2 separate regions of the Rattus norvegicus genome follow, and region 1 is linked to region 2. The links are chromatin contacts, called in public Hi-C maps. All regions are on one chromosome and are shown on one strand. The core of a region is the stretch at or near the end of the contact, and the rest is flanking DNA. Distances in the headings are between cores, read along the strand shown. Region 1 overlaps Nr3c1 (nuclear receptor subfamily 3, group C, member 1). Region 2 overlaps Arhgap26 (Rho GTPase activating protein 26).

Region 1 (6,745 bases), core at 2,267-4,766, 300 kb after region 2:
ATTACTGGTCATCTAATTCCTCCTCAGGGTCTGTATTGACAATTCAGTGCTACTTGGTCTAGGATGACTTCTCTGACTTTCAGGACAGACACGATCACCTACCCTCTTGATCCTGTAGTAATATTTCTTTTGTGGCATGTGTACTATTTTGTGACTGACCTTGTAGCATAAACAAAAAGTAAGCTGCTCAGACTCAGGCACTAAATTTATATTCTCTTTATGCTTGGTGAGTATTTGCTAAATGCTATAACACAGTAACAGTAAATACTAACCTTGCAAGTTACTAAGAATGCTCCTTTCAGAGAGCTTGCTACTTCAACTACAGCAAATCCTGACTTTTCCAGAGGCAAGTTTTTAAATAAGTGTTAATTATATAACTTTTTATATAATCAGGAATTTCAAATTATAACTTACAAGTAGTTTTTAGTTTTCTTTTATACTTAAACCATAAAACAACCCATCCAATGTTGTTGGCAGAGTTGTAATAAAACATATGTTTTCAAGTAAAAGGTGTGGTGTTTTTGAAGTGCAGGAAAATGAGAGGAGCATGAACTAGCTCTCACGTACAGTCCTTTCCAATCCTAGGAAATGGTTTTGAGTTTTAAAAAAGGAGTAAGAAGGATGAAAACAAAATTGCTCCAAGTTACGTAATTTTCAATATTATGTAATCTCTTTACTTAATATACACCCTGGCTGTCCTGAATTCAATGTATATAACAAAAGTGGATGAACTAACAAAACATTCTATTTTAATATAACATTTTGCTAATTTAATTAGAGTTCATTACGATTACGTTTGCTTGCTCTTATAAAAAGTAAAGTGGTCAGTTCTCATGTGATAGGTAGGTAGCTCCTTTAAGGTTCCATTACCTTCAAGGTTCATTCCAGCCTGAAGACATTTCCGATAGCGGCATGCTGGGCAGTTTTTCCTTCGAATTTTATCAATGATGCAATCGTTTCTTCCAGCACAAAGGTAATTGTGCTGTCCTACAAGAGAGTAAAGGGCATTGTTAAAATTCCACAGACCTGTAAGGACATTTTTAATGAAAAGCCTATCCTCTTTCTGGTTTTGTGTTAAGCAGACTATCATCAAGACACAAGAAGTCAACAGTGTGCTTTTCTACATGAATTACCATGTTGAGAGGACTTGTTCTGTTCAATGAATTTAAAAGTCAATTAAAACAAACCTTACTTCTGTACTTCATATATAGATATGTTCAAGTCATAATACTCTAAGATCAAGAGACAGAATTGTATGCTATTAAATGCCCTGTGCCAAAGGTCAGTACTTTAAAAACTGCTTTATATGGTTCTTTAACAGTTATAGATGGTGTTTGTAATCATTGTTTTTTATTATGAATTCTGATCTATTGCTGACATGACTAAACACAAGCAGGCTTACAATTTTTTGGGAATCCCTAAGGAACAAAATGACTTTTAATTCATCATTCAACATTATCATGGGTATGTAAAATGAGTTCTTCCCAATCTTAAATGAACCAACTTCCAGCAACGGATTACTTAAAGCGCAAACTTGGCAAACTAACAAAGAAAGATAATTATTTCATATGCTTTTAGAATGTGAGGATGCTTGGTGTCACCTTCAGCCTCAAATACTGATGTCATCAGTGCTAGCTTCGACGTTCTCTGGTACCCAGCATTGAAGAACATACCATAAACTCTAGGTCTCTCGGCAAAACATTCTGAGAGTGTTAAAGGGGAAAAGGCAGAAAAGTGTTTTCATCTCCCACATGCTGCACTGTCTTCTTTAATCCGAGTATTAAATGATGAAAACAACTGAAGGATCTATTTGACTGGGGCTGGATAAGTCCACTTTTAACACTTGACAGTGGCTGCCATTTATTATAGGGTAGAGTTAGAAGTTAGGAATAGAAGTTTCCTACACAAGACTGACTGTCTACACAGTACACCAATAATTACCAGTCTGTGTTACTTGTATTAAATGAGATGGCAAGACACTGAGTAATGTCAGACATTTCTCAAGAATAAATCATATTCAAAGAAATGAGAAATAATTGTAATGATCAGTTCACCAGGTGGAACATATGTAGACCTGATTTCTAAGAAGAGACTATTTTTTTCTTTATTGCTTAGGGCAATCTAAGACTTTGATAAAAAAAATTAGTTTTTTTCTGATATATTACATCATGATGTTGTTTAAATATGTGTTTGGAGTACAAAGTTAGCTGTATTAGTTTAATCTTTCGTGAGGATAAGTTACGACGTTGACTAATAGTTTAGTTATATATTAGCTATATAGTTATATAATGGCTTTATTTCAGGGTTACTTTCCCATGCCTAATATGTCTGCTAGCTCTTTCAAATCCTTTCTGTGATTTGTAAGCCTCCTATTTTCTTAAACACAAAATAGAGGAACTAGCTCAATAAAACCCTATTATATGAGGTCAGGGAGATGGCTCAGCAGTTAGGAGCACTTGCTGTTCTTGCAGAGGACCTGGGTTCAGTTCCTAGCACCCACAGGGCGGCAGGTAGCTAGTGTCTACAACTCCAATTCAAGGGAATTAGATGCCTTCTGGCCTCTGCAGGTACCAGGCACACACATGGTATTCACATTTATACATTTAAACATTTATACATATAAAATAAGACTAAATAAATTTTTAAAATCCCATCGTGCAGCAAAAGAAGTAACAACAGATTGTATCCACAGTAAAGCACTGAAGTTTTACCCCCTCAGAAAACCCTACATCTACTGTCTTACAGAGTTTCCCTATCTCAGTGTTGCTGGAAAAATTACTTCTAGAGTAGAAAACTTCAGTGTTCTATTTATTTCTAACTAAAAAGATTGGACTAAGTGTGCTATGCTGATATTGATTTCTTTATCCAGTGTGTACTATAACTGAGAATCCTAGTATAGGCTCAGGTTATTATAACAGAATGATCCACTAGTCAGTTCCTTCCTTAGAACAAGACGGGATTGGATCTGTGTTATCTCACAGAGAATGACCACGTGCTACTATTACAAAAGTAACTCTTCAACCGTCCTTTAAAGACAGACTTCTGCAATCCCTTTGCTTTCTGCCACCTGATAAATTTCCTTTCCAACTTCTCAATGGCAAGGAAAGAGCCTTCAGATAACCTGAAGCCTCTTTAACACTGTTTATTGGTACTTTTGGCTAAATCTACTTTTAGCACTTGACAGTGGCTTGCCATTTATGATAGGGTAGTAGCTAGCCTACACGATACCCCAGTGATATCTGTCTCCTAATACAGTGTAGTATAATCCCTTCCAAAATCACACCAACACTGGCTTCTATGACCAATAAAATATTGCATAGAACAAAGTGGGAAACACAACACAGGGTATGCAGAAGACGCAGACTACAATCTGTACTGAAAGTGTCTGAGGATTAACTATAAACTAATTCTATCAGCTTAACCTTCTAGAGTTGTTCTTAGTAGCAGTGGTACAGTGGCATGCCAAGAAACTGATCTTGGAAACATTAACTTTTTGGAGTTTGTTCTCTTATCAACTGTTGGGAATTTTGCCAAGCTTAGAAGTAATTATGCAGATGATACTGTGTTCAACACACCAGCACTACTCAGTGTATGGTAGCTAATAGTTAAACCTCTTATGAGTCCTTTTATTTCAGCATCTACCTGCATTACAATCTCGCAGGCATCAAGGGCTTATCAGATGCGTCTTTGAGGGTCTTGTTGAGAATACGACCTTACTTGGAGGCCACTTTGCTGGAATCCCAGTTTTGCCACTTCAGCTTTCTGAACCTGTTTGCTAGTCTGGCAGACACAAATCCTAACAGGATCTAAGTGTTCACAGGTCCCTAATTGATTTTTTTATGTATGTACTTCACATATGGCAAACAAAGTCAATACTTGTGAGCAAAATGAATGCAAGACAAAAAGATTGGCAGGGCATAAGGACCTGGAGAACTCCCAGGATCTTGGATTAAAAAATAGATTTGTCTTATATTACAAACATGTAAAACTTAATTATGATTTATGTTTGGGTATTTATATTGACAATATAAGGCTTAAGTATACTATCTAGTATGTGTTAAAAAGCTCATGTTAAATAAATAACATACCTATCCTTTAAAAATGAAATGCTACAAACCATGCTATAGATTTTGCAGTCTAGATAGAATTTTTCTTTGAATTACAGTACCAAGGGTTTGCAGAATTTTAGAGCTGGAAAATGCCTTTGAGAATGCTGAAACTCAAATAAAAGAGGAAACAGCCAAGTGACTTACTCACTAACATCTTACACATTTAAAGGTTTTCTTACTAATGTGATCTAGCCACCATGCTTTTCTGAAATAATTACATGATAAACATTTAACTCTAGTGTAGCTAATACTTACTTTTACATAAAAATAAGGGAAAGAGTTCACAGTGGGCTGTGAATGGTGTTATACTGAAAGATAAATATAGCTTTAATTTTTGGTTTAATTCTGTTGTGATGCTTTTGGGTGGGGTATAAAGAATATCTCTAATGTTAGCCCGTTGCTCTGGAGTGTGAACTCACCAATACATGACCACCCTGTATCATCCTTACAGTGCAGTCGCCTTCTTTGCAATGCCATACTTCCAGATTCCATATGATGATCTCTGTACTTGTGATTATTAAGTTGGCCTTTACTTTAGTAGATTGGACCTCAGTTATTGTGGTACTTAACATGACCTATTATTTATCTAACAGGAGAAAAGTAAAGAAAGACGCTGTTCCTCCCTTATTGTTCCTTCCCATGGTCACCGATTTTGTCAGACTGGTATAGCTGGTAGCTTTGAAACTAACTTGCTTATGGGGAATGAAAACCCACCATTCCCAGCCTGCCCAGACTTAGCATACTGCCAGTCTACACGGCACATTTCTTTTTTCTTTCTCAGACTGAACTTATCAACTTATTCTACTTCTTCTCCTTACTCCTGTCTCTTCCCAGTGGAGTACTTAAGGGCCACTATGCTTGTCCCTGAATTGATGGCTATCATTAGTGGACTCTGTATACAATGAACAGTTAAAAATTTACTATGAAAAATAGAAACAAAAATAAAACTCTTCAAAACACACACTACCTTCCACTGCTCTTTTAAAGAATACTTTGCAGCTTCCACATGTCAGCACCCCGTAATGACATCCTGAAGCTTCATCGGAGCACACCAGGCAGAGCTTGGGAGGTGGTCCCGTGGCTGCTGACGAGCTGGATGGAGGAGAGCTTACATCTGGTCTCATTCCAGGGCTGTAGGAGAAGGATAAATGGTGTTACGGTTGTCATGATTATGAAAGGAATGTTAGAATGTATTTCTTTTCCCTTCTCATTTCAAGCTGCATGTTCACACTGAATTCTGTCTTTTAAGTGCTAACAAGCACCAAAATACCCTATCTCCATATACTGAAACATACTATTTTTCTATATGAAATATGAAATGCATTAAACTGGTGAAATGGTACAGTGGTTAAGATCATTTGCCCAGTAGACATGAGGACCTGAGTTCAAGTCCTTACCACCTTCTTAAAAAGCAGGCCATAACTGTGCATGCCATAATCCCAGCATTGGGGGAGAGAGCCAGGTGGATATGATGGGCTCACAGCCAGCCAGCCTAACTAAAACAGTAAGGTTCCCATCCAATGCCTGTCTCAAGGCAAAGGTGGAGAGTGATAGAAGATACCCTGTGCACTGCTCTGGTCTCTACACACCTGCATACTCCCATGCATATGAAATATAGATGCACGGCAGTAAATAAAGTATGACGTGCCAGAGCCAATTAGTTCTCTGACTTCTAAACAGAATGATGTTGTGGTTTACTTAGAAAATAATGCATGCTAAGTGTGTAATTGGCAAGATTAAAATGATGGATTAGACCCATAATTATCATAAAGCCCAAGAAAGGATATCTCTACCATATCCCCAAATTCCTTCTAACCCTTTAATTGCTTAGACCATCAATCTTCTTTTCCTTTTAATTTTAATTCTGGCATTAATCTCATTATTATTCTATCCATGCTCTCTACTACAGAAAAAAATTACATACCAGCTTAGAGTTTGATCCTACCTGAAATGGTAGTTTCTTATGACTTAGAAATGATTGTTCCAGAAACATTACCATGTATGTTGGAAAAAAAAAACTCTAGTTTTCTATTTTGAGAACAACTACCTCTCCACCCCCTTCTCAATCAAAATACCCTGAGGCAAACAATGAAAACTATGAGTCTGTTGCTCCGACCAGAGCTCACTTTCCATTCTGCAAACTTCTTACCATCACAGGAATGAGCAAGGTAGTGTTATTAGTTTACATTTCTTATTGAAAGCCTTTACATCGTCAGAGAATTTGAAAGAATAAATAAATGGCTATTTATCTTTTACCTGAAGCAATGAAGGTAGATGACAAATTAACTATTACATTTTGTATTAAGTGATAATGATTTTCAATGGTGAATTGTCCTAAGGAGCTCTTGTCACACATCCTCACTCCGGAAAAGAAGCATATATATTGCTAAAAATAATCTCTAGCCTTTTGCTTCAGGTTACACTGCCTATTCCTTGTCTTGTTCTGTCCTCTCATCAGACTTTAAAAACTGCAGACAGTACAGACTCTTCAGGTGTGGAACTCCTCATGTTAAATTGTCTTGCTTATCATTATACAAGAAACTTCACACACATCAACACTGTCTTCCTACGAACTGTGCTCACTTCAGTCCCTGAGAAATGGTACTCAGGAGTAGGCTAGATGGGATGTAGCCTGT
Region 2 (7,601 bases), core at 5,088-7,587:
CACTCACATAGTAACACACTACCTAGTAGTAAAAAACCCAACTCTCGGTGTGCACAGCATGGACAGGCCACAGAATACTCCTGCTTGACGAGAGACCCAGATACAAACATGTCCGTATTCGTATAAGGTTCGAAAGCATGCAAACAAACCCACAACACCTCCACTGTTTCTTAGAGGTGATCTAGAAGGCGGGTGGATCACCAAAGAGTGTGTTTGACAGACAGGGGTGGGGAGTGTTGAAAAAGTTTATCTCAGAGTCATTGGTAGTTTGATGGCTATTTACAGATGACAAATTGTACACATTAAACACATGCAGTTTGTCACATCTTATTCATCAGTAAAGCTGTTATATGTTGAACAGCTCATCTATCCAGGCTGCAGGTGGGCTCAGAAGATACAAGAGTAAGAAGCAAAGCCCACAAGCCTTTGTCCTTAGGATGCTTGCTTTGTTGTGAATGTCCCTTCAGACTCGATGGGAGGATATTGTTTTATTCCTCATCTTCCTTAGCAGACAGTTTTTGCTATGGCTGGTACCAAGGGCATGGAGAGGTCCTTGGTGCCACATGAGCACTTCCTAGAGGTCTCTCTCTTGTTTCTTGAAGAAGTGATGACTAACCAAAGATCATATATAGTCAGTTAGGAGGGGACTGTGGTCTTCATCTCTTGCCACCTCTGCAAATCAAACCTGATTGAAATAGCAGTATGGGATGTGCACTTTGTAGCAGCGACCTGTGCTGACTACATACCAGGGTGTCAGATCTTAGCTGTAGAAGACGCTTGCTTGAGAAGCTCAGTGGTCAGCATTCCCTCTCAGTAGGCTGTGAGCACACAGATTTGAGAAGTGGAGGTGAAATCCTGTCGATGTGCCATGCTCATCCGTGAGGGGAGCAGACCTGCCTTCTGGTCTCACCTTGACAGTCTGTGTGTTCTCACTAGGGAGAAGACGAGTCTGTCACCCTCAAATCCTGCACACGGCGAAAGACAGACTCCATCGAGAAGAGATTCTGCTTTGATGTGGAAGCGGTAGACAGGTAAGAGGCCAAGGCCTTCTTTTCAGGAACAGATTATTACTCTATTTGGATTTCTTTCCTTTACAGTGTTTGTCCCCCTGCCCCCTCCCACTCTTCTGTGTCCGGTTGGAGCTGGATGCTAGGTCACTGCGGAAGGTCAGCTCAGCTCGCTTTGTTTAGTTCAAGTCTGAATCACTAGGTTTGTCTGGTTTTACTTTAATGCTAGTCTTCCACGCTCAGGAATGTGTGCTATGTCTCCAGGAGATGGGATGGATATTTAAAGAAAGTAGACTGTTCAACGCGATTATATCAGGTATTTGCTTGTTTTTTTCCTTAGAAAATTAATATAGCAAATAAGAATTGGGAATGGACGCTTTACTCAAATATATTTTTAAGGCTTATAATTAATTTTTGTACACACTCAGAAAAGACACCAAGTCACTTGCTTAATCAACCAATAGACAGACAGACAGTGAGATTGTGTGTCATCTTCCACCATCTATGATTCTCTCACTCAAATGCGCACACAGTACTAGGCTTGTTTCACAGGATTCCAGTTCTTCGAGTTCTTCAGGGGCAGTGGGTTCTTTCGTGGAGTCCATATGTGGTGCTTATCTGTTTTGCCTGTTTCAAGTCATCAGGGTTGGCACCAGGGCCCTTAAACCTCACTGTAAGACCTAGGCAATGCCAGGAAGTCTCTTTCTTAATAAAAACAAAACAACAACAAACCAAAACAACCAACAAACAGACAAGCCCCCTGCTGCCCTCTGGAGCTTCTGCGTTTCCGGTGTCTTCTGGAGGCTGCCGGGAGTTCTTCTGGGGACAGTTAAAGTTCTCTCCATAACACATCCATGAACCCTCTTTCATCATGCTCATCAAAACCCTCTGCAAGCCAGGCATGGGGGGTGCCCACCTATAATGCCACCTCCTTGGAAGGTGAGGCAGGAGGAACTTGAGACAGACTGGGTTGTTAGTAAGACCGTGTCTCCAAAATAGGAAGGGGAGAGGCTTTTCAGGCTAAAATTCTGAGCCTAGGGTAAGTGTTTTGCGCTCAGCATGCTGAATAGACGGGGCAGTCCATCTCTTCCCAGAACCCGTCACATTCCTCAGTGGCTTGATGCGGATGGTGTCGGAAGGATCCAGAATGAGACTGATGAGTCTCCACAGAGGAGCAGGGGGATTGGTGGGAGTATGAAGCCTCTGCTGTCAGGGTTCCTGGTGGATCTCATGGATTAGGCCACAGTTCAGCATTGCTTTTCGCCCCTTTTGCTTGACTCTTCTATGTTATAGACTGCTCATAGACATAGAGTGTGAGGTGGGGCAGTAAAGAATCTGTCAACATGACCCCCCTCCCCATTATTAAGGAAGACTTTTACTGTAGATATATAGCGAGAATGGCTAGAGGCCTCTAGAAGAGTCCAGAGCAGAGACAAAAAGTAGACTGAGCATAGCCAGCAGATTGGCCAGGGTTAGGGAAGTGGGAGGAAATAGTGTGGATAATAAGATAGTAAGACATAAATAGAGCACTGGGGGTCAGTGGGGAGAGACAGACAGACAGAGACGGAGACACACGGAGAATAGTGGGTTCTAAGGAGGGTGAGTAGCAAGAAGAGTGGGAAGGAGACTGGGGTGGGAGCTTTAAAATGTATAACAGGTACTTGTGATACTAAGGGAGGCCTCTCCCTGCCTGTGTTTGATACACAACCATTGGTTTTGTCCTTTCTGCTAGAGGTAAGGGGAAATGAAGCCTCTTGGCACATAGGAACTGGTTTTACAAGTTCCCGAGGAATGCTGGCTTTTATCTAACCACCAGAAATCCTATAGTTCAGGTTGAGCTTCTTTCTGGATATTTGGGCAGCCTGAGACCTGACATTGGATAAGTGGTAGAAGGTATTTCTTTGTGCTAAGTGGCAACTCCCTGGCACACTTTGCCGTGAGCCCTTTCTCTGGAGGATTCCCACCCTGTCCTTTCACCAGCACCCATCAGCAGGGAGGGCCTGGTGCTAGATTCTGGTTTTCTAGACTATGCCTTCCCCAGAGTCCTCTGGTGCTTGCTGCGCCATGGAGGAGGCAGGGGTCGAAAGCCAAATCAGGACCTAGGAAATGCCTGCAAAGGAGGAACCAACGGAAGGACTGACATGTTTCCAGTGTGATATGGGTAGATTAGATACACTACTATATAATAAATCATGTAGTAGCTGTTAATGTGGTAATTTATCAAGATGCAATGTGCGATTTATATTATTTAGACTACGAAAATATGGTGTGAAATATCCTGACTCTGTAATATATGGTGTTAATGGTTGGTTAGTTGTAACTGTCAGCTTGGCACATTCTAGAATCATCTGGAAGAAAGCATCGTTGAGGGGTTGTCTAGATTAGGTTGGCTTATGAACATGTCTGTGGGGGGCTGTCTTGATGATGTTAGTCGATGTGGGAAGGCACAGCCTAAGAGTGGATTTGGATCCTTGACTGTATGGAAAAGATGGGGCGAGCCGAGCATAAGTAGGTGCTCAGTGCTCTGGATTCGGCACTCTGGACGCAGTGTAATGAGTTGCCATAGCAACTGGAGCCATGACTTCCCCACAACTATGAGATGTAACCTGGAGCTATAAGCTGAAACAAATCCTGTCTCCCCTAAGTTGGTTTTGTTCAGGGCATTTTGTCACAGTAACAGGAAAAGAAATGAAGATAGGCCCCTGATTCACCAGAGCTGGCCTCCTAGTTAACAGGGAGGGAGCTACAGAGACAGAAGCAGGCACACCTGTAGAGAAATGCCCCACGAAGAGAGAACAGGGTGAGAATGGTATTCAAGGGAAGAAACACCAGGTTGCTAGCAACCCACCAGAGGGGGAGGGAGGCATGAAGTAGATTCAGTGGACTTCAGGAAGAATCCACGCCCCCCCGCCCCCCACTGCCTTCCTGCTGTCTGGTACTTCATATCACTGCTAGGGAGCTAGCATAGTATTGAGCAGGGAGGACCTGTCAGTGAGGCAGAAGGCCATCCCACCAAGGCCTTTTAAATGGCGGCCAGTACGCACCCCTGAACCCCACCTCCTGAAGCAGACCATTTGCATCAGCTGCCTTATCTTTTTTTGCTGCTTCCTTCCATCCAAGCCCCCTCCTTCCCATCCCCCCTCTTTCTTCATCACTAGCTTCAGTTCAGTAGCTTAAAAATCCCAGAATTACTTTTTTGGCAGTCTTTGTACAGACCTAGCTCTTGAAAGTTTTTATTTTATACTGGTTAATTGGCTGCATTTAACTTTTTTTTCTTGTGGGTCAACTCTTTTTTGTGTGTATGTGTGTGTGCAAGAATTCAGTGAGTAAACTTGTTGGGTTCAAAAGAGGCATCGTGGAAAAGCAGCCTTTCCTGGTAGTCATATGTGGCTCATTAATACTAACCAGCGTCTGTGTTCAGTCACTTGAATAATTAACTCCATCATGCACCATCGTATGTAAATTAGTGAGCAAATGTAGGGAAAATATTTACTTAAGCTGAAGAATCATGGGGGTAGTCACTTGCCAGCATCCCTTGGATTGGTTTGTTTTAAAGAAATTTCTCACAGATGTAAGTGACACATAGATTATTTTCTCCCTAATGTTTTCCATGAGCGGCCACCAAACCATATGGTAAGTAATAGAAATAGAAACTAAAGGGTTCTTTTGATTCACTGAACCAGAGTGGTGGGGTGGGGGGGTAATGTTTACACTCAGGGAAAGGAAACAGTTAGTATGTTTTAGCTTTTTTTGAAGACTAGCTGACTCCAACAGAAACTCTGTCTGCTAAACACTTCTTTCCAGCACTGCCAAACGCAGAGGTGCAGCAAAGACAGATCACTTGGTGGTGGTGGTGGTCGTAGTGGTGGTGAACGACACAGGGGGTTGGGAACTGGGGACCACAAGGACACCTATACCCTTAAATTCACTGTTTCCTCTCTCTCATCAGACTACAGGGTGCACCCAGGCCCCGATTAGGCTTTTCTGACAGGTGTCAGTCACTTTAGGAATCTATGGGTTTTTCTTCTGTAAAACCCTCACCTGATTCTTTGGGTCATTCTGAAGTTCTCCTGCAGATGCTGCATCAGCAGTTGTGAACTAGTTTTCCTGAACCTTTCTCAGCTCTCTCTCACACACATTCTGCCAATTCTGCGCCCTCCTTCCCCACAGTAGTAGCCACTTCCCTGTAGTAGCCAGGTAACACATTTTCTTTGTATTGGTTGGCTAGCTGTTCAGTTTGAAATGTTTTGGGTACTTCTGTTTAATTCTGTTTATCTCAGATGATTTGCTTTTAGAGGCAGAAAGACCATAATTTCTTGCAGCCTTTAGCATAGCACTATTGTATATGATTGCCCAATATTAATTTTTTATGGTGAGTACAGTTTTGAAATTGCATTATTTATTTTTTCCTCTGGGAGTTTAGTAATGAGACTAGAGAACATTAGTTAGCTGCTAATTAAATTAAAGCTCTAGCAAGTACACACATAATTTGCTTTTGTGTAGAGATATGGTAGTATAAGTGAAGCCAGAATAACAGAAGCTAGACATTTATGGAAGATCTGAATTAAAAAAAAAATTAGTACCTTCCAGTCAGCAAGCATCTTTCCAAGTTGTATTTTCAGAGAAGGATGCATATTGTAGGTTGAATAAGAGATAGAGGGAGCCCTAGGTTTGAAGGCAGGACTGACTCTCACTAGCCACAGGACTGGTACTAAGATGGTGCTGGTTGTGACTGCCGGGGTTGTTTTGAAGCTGGGATATAGCAGTGTCCCTCTCTGATGGTGTCCCACGTGTGTAAATGTTTTTGTATGCTCCGAACTATGGGACTTAATTTTTCTCCTGGTAAACCTTACCTTTGCTAAAAGTCCTTCCACACTGCCTTGCGGTAAGCTTGCTTCTTTTCCCATAGCCTTGTCGATTTATATGAGAGTGACTTGAGGCACTGGAAGGGTTCCTGTGAAGAAGGCCCACTAGGGGGAGATTCTGAAGGCAGTGCTGTGCTTCCTAACTTGATTCCCACAAAAGAGGAAGTTTTATGTCCACATTCAGTTTATGATCTCCCCAGGAAACCATTCTAATTTTAAATGAAGGTAGTTTACGGTCTGGCTTGGTATGAGTATGGTGAATAGGTCGTTTTGAGTGTCTTTGTGAAACTGTGTGACTCTTGAGATTGTTTTCCAACGAGGATCGATCCATCTTACGTAACAGGCTGTTTGAGTGTTCGGCCTCTAGGTGGCAGTTTTGCACGTGCATTGGTGGCTCGTGGGTCTATGAAGTGTACTCGTCCTTTAGACACTGGTAATTCGAAGACAGCTGCGTGTGTGGTTTCTGTAGAAGCGACAGTTTATATGGCTATTACTACTTAAGACAGAGAGTATTTTCAGTGAGTCATTCTTTCTCTTGAAGTTCCTTCCTCTCACCCTTTTCACAGATCGTTCATACCTACTTTCTGGCAACAACTAGCTGGCCCGCCCAGTTTGTCAGGCCTCTTTAAATATGGCAGTTTAGCTGGGTGAACCAAGATGCTAGATTCTTTGCTTCGGGATGATGCATGTGAGGACAGCAGACTCGTCCTTCTGTCCAGCCTGTGCAGAGAACCAGGCCTCTCTGTCCCATTACAGTCTTTATCTCACAGAGCCACAGAGCGGATGAACTGTTTTTCCTGGTTTCAGTCTTCCCGCCCCTCCCCTTCTCGCTGCCTGTTTGAAATGCTACTTGACTTTGCCTTCCTGCCGGTTGGGTTGGAGTGCTGGTCTCTATGCCATTGACCTTTCAGGCAGGAAATGGGTTTTCCTTCCTCAGAGGGTGTTATGCTGCTCTGACAGCATGGCCAGGGGTGGAGTGGCCAGTGGGGGATGGGCATCATTCTTTCTGAATTGCTTCCTGGCTCTTAGGGATAGATAGCAAGCTGTCTGTTCGTTTTGCCTTCTAATTAAGTGAGAGCGTTGGCTATCTGAACCTGTTTTAAGTAGGAGTGGGTTTTGCTGGCTAGAGGAGTGGATGGGAGGGCGACCTAGGCAACGGCCGTCCGTCCTCTAATCAGTGCAGTGAAATGTGTTGGTGAGTGCACACATTTATCTGCCAGCTTCTCAATGTAGGGCTTAAAAAACAACTCAACACCAAAAATGTGTTATTACATAATTCTCAAGAGGGAGAGCAACGAAGCAGTAAATTCCACCTGCTCTGTTCATCATGAGACCAAAGAACCTTAGTGGCACAGAGGGTGGTGGATGAGGCAACGTAAGGAGGGCTTTGCTCAGCTCGCCTTCAGTAGTGGTAACGAGGGTTCCTGTTACTTTGCGTTGCGCCCGTCCCATTAGTCAGCAAAGCTTTTTCCTGGTGTACTGTGGTAACCTGTGCCTGTTGCTGTAGCAGTTATGTTCACGGGCCATGAAGTTTAACAAGCTAGAAATTCATCTGGTCTTCTAGGACTTTAAAATCTTTCAAAATAACTCTGTGTGAAGCTGTCTGATGGGGCTGGCAGTGATTATTCTCTGGACTGTCCCTATTGCCAGGGTCCTCCTCGGTCTCCAATCTTTCCTCTCAGGAGGTGAGTGCTGTAGGCTTTTGCTGATTATGATCCATTCATTCATT

What was found. A called contact is a pair of places that touch in the nucleus more often than the background predicts.
Region 1: a Hi-C map of liver shows a contact between it and region 2, with 9 times the contacts expected there. The contact joins two enhancer-like sites. A contact is called at or near these places in 3 of 12 Hi-C or Micro-C datasets (kidney and liver).

Annotation. Positions count from the first base shown.
Region 1 is chr18:31,538,820-31,545,564 of GRCr8, forward strand. It overlaps Nr3c1 (nuclear receptor subfamily 3, group C, member 1), which reads right to left. Exons shown (of 9, transcript NM_012576.3): 3 at 5,077-5,240; 4 at 871-987. Among named protein-coding and RNA genes, the nearest start is that of Nr3c1, 71 kb to the right of the region's middle. Within about 2 kb of position 3,517, at least 3 of the 93 cell types and tissues checked have an H3K27ac peak or open chromatin away from gene starts, as enhancers often do. A contact at or near this core is called in liver, where this site is marked.
Region 2 is chr18:31,232,029-31,239,629 of GRCr8, forward strand. It overlaps Arhgap26 (Rho GTPase activating protein 26), which reads left to right. Exons shown (of 23, transcript NM_001395140.1): 10 at 937-1,031. Among named protein-coding and RNA genes, the nearest start is that of Arhgap26, 150 kb to the left of the region's middle. Within about 2 kb of position 6,338, at least 51 of the 93 cell types and tissues checked have an H3K27ac peak or open chromatin away from gene starts, as enhancers often do. A contact at or near this core is called in liver, where this site is marked.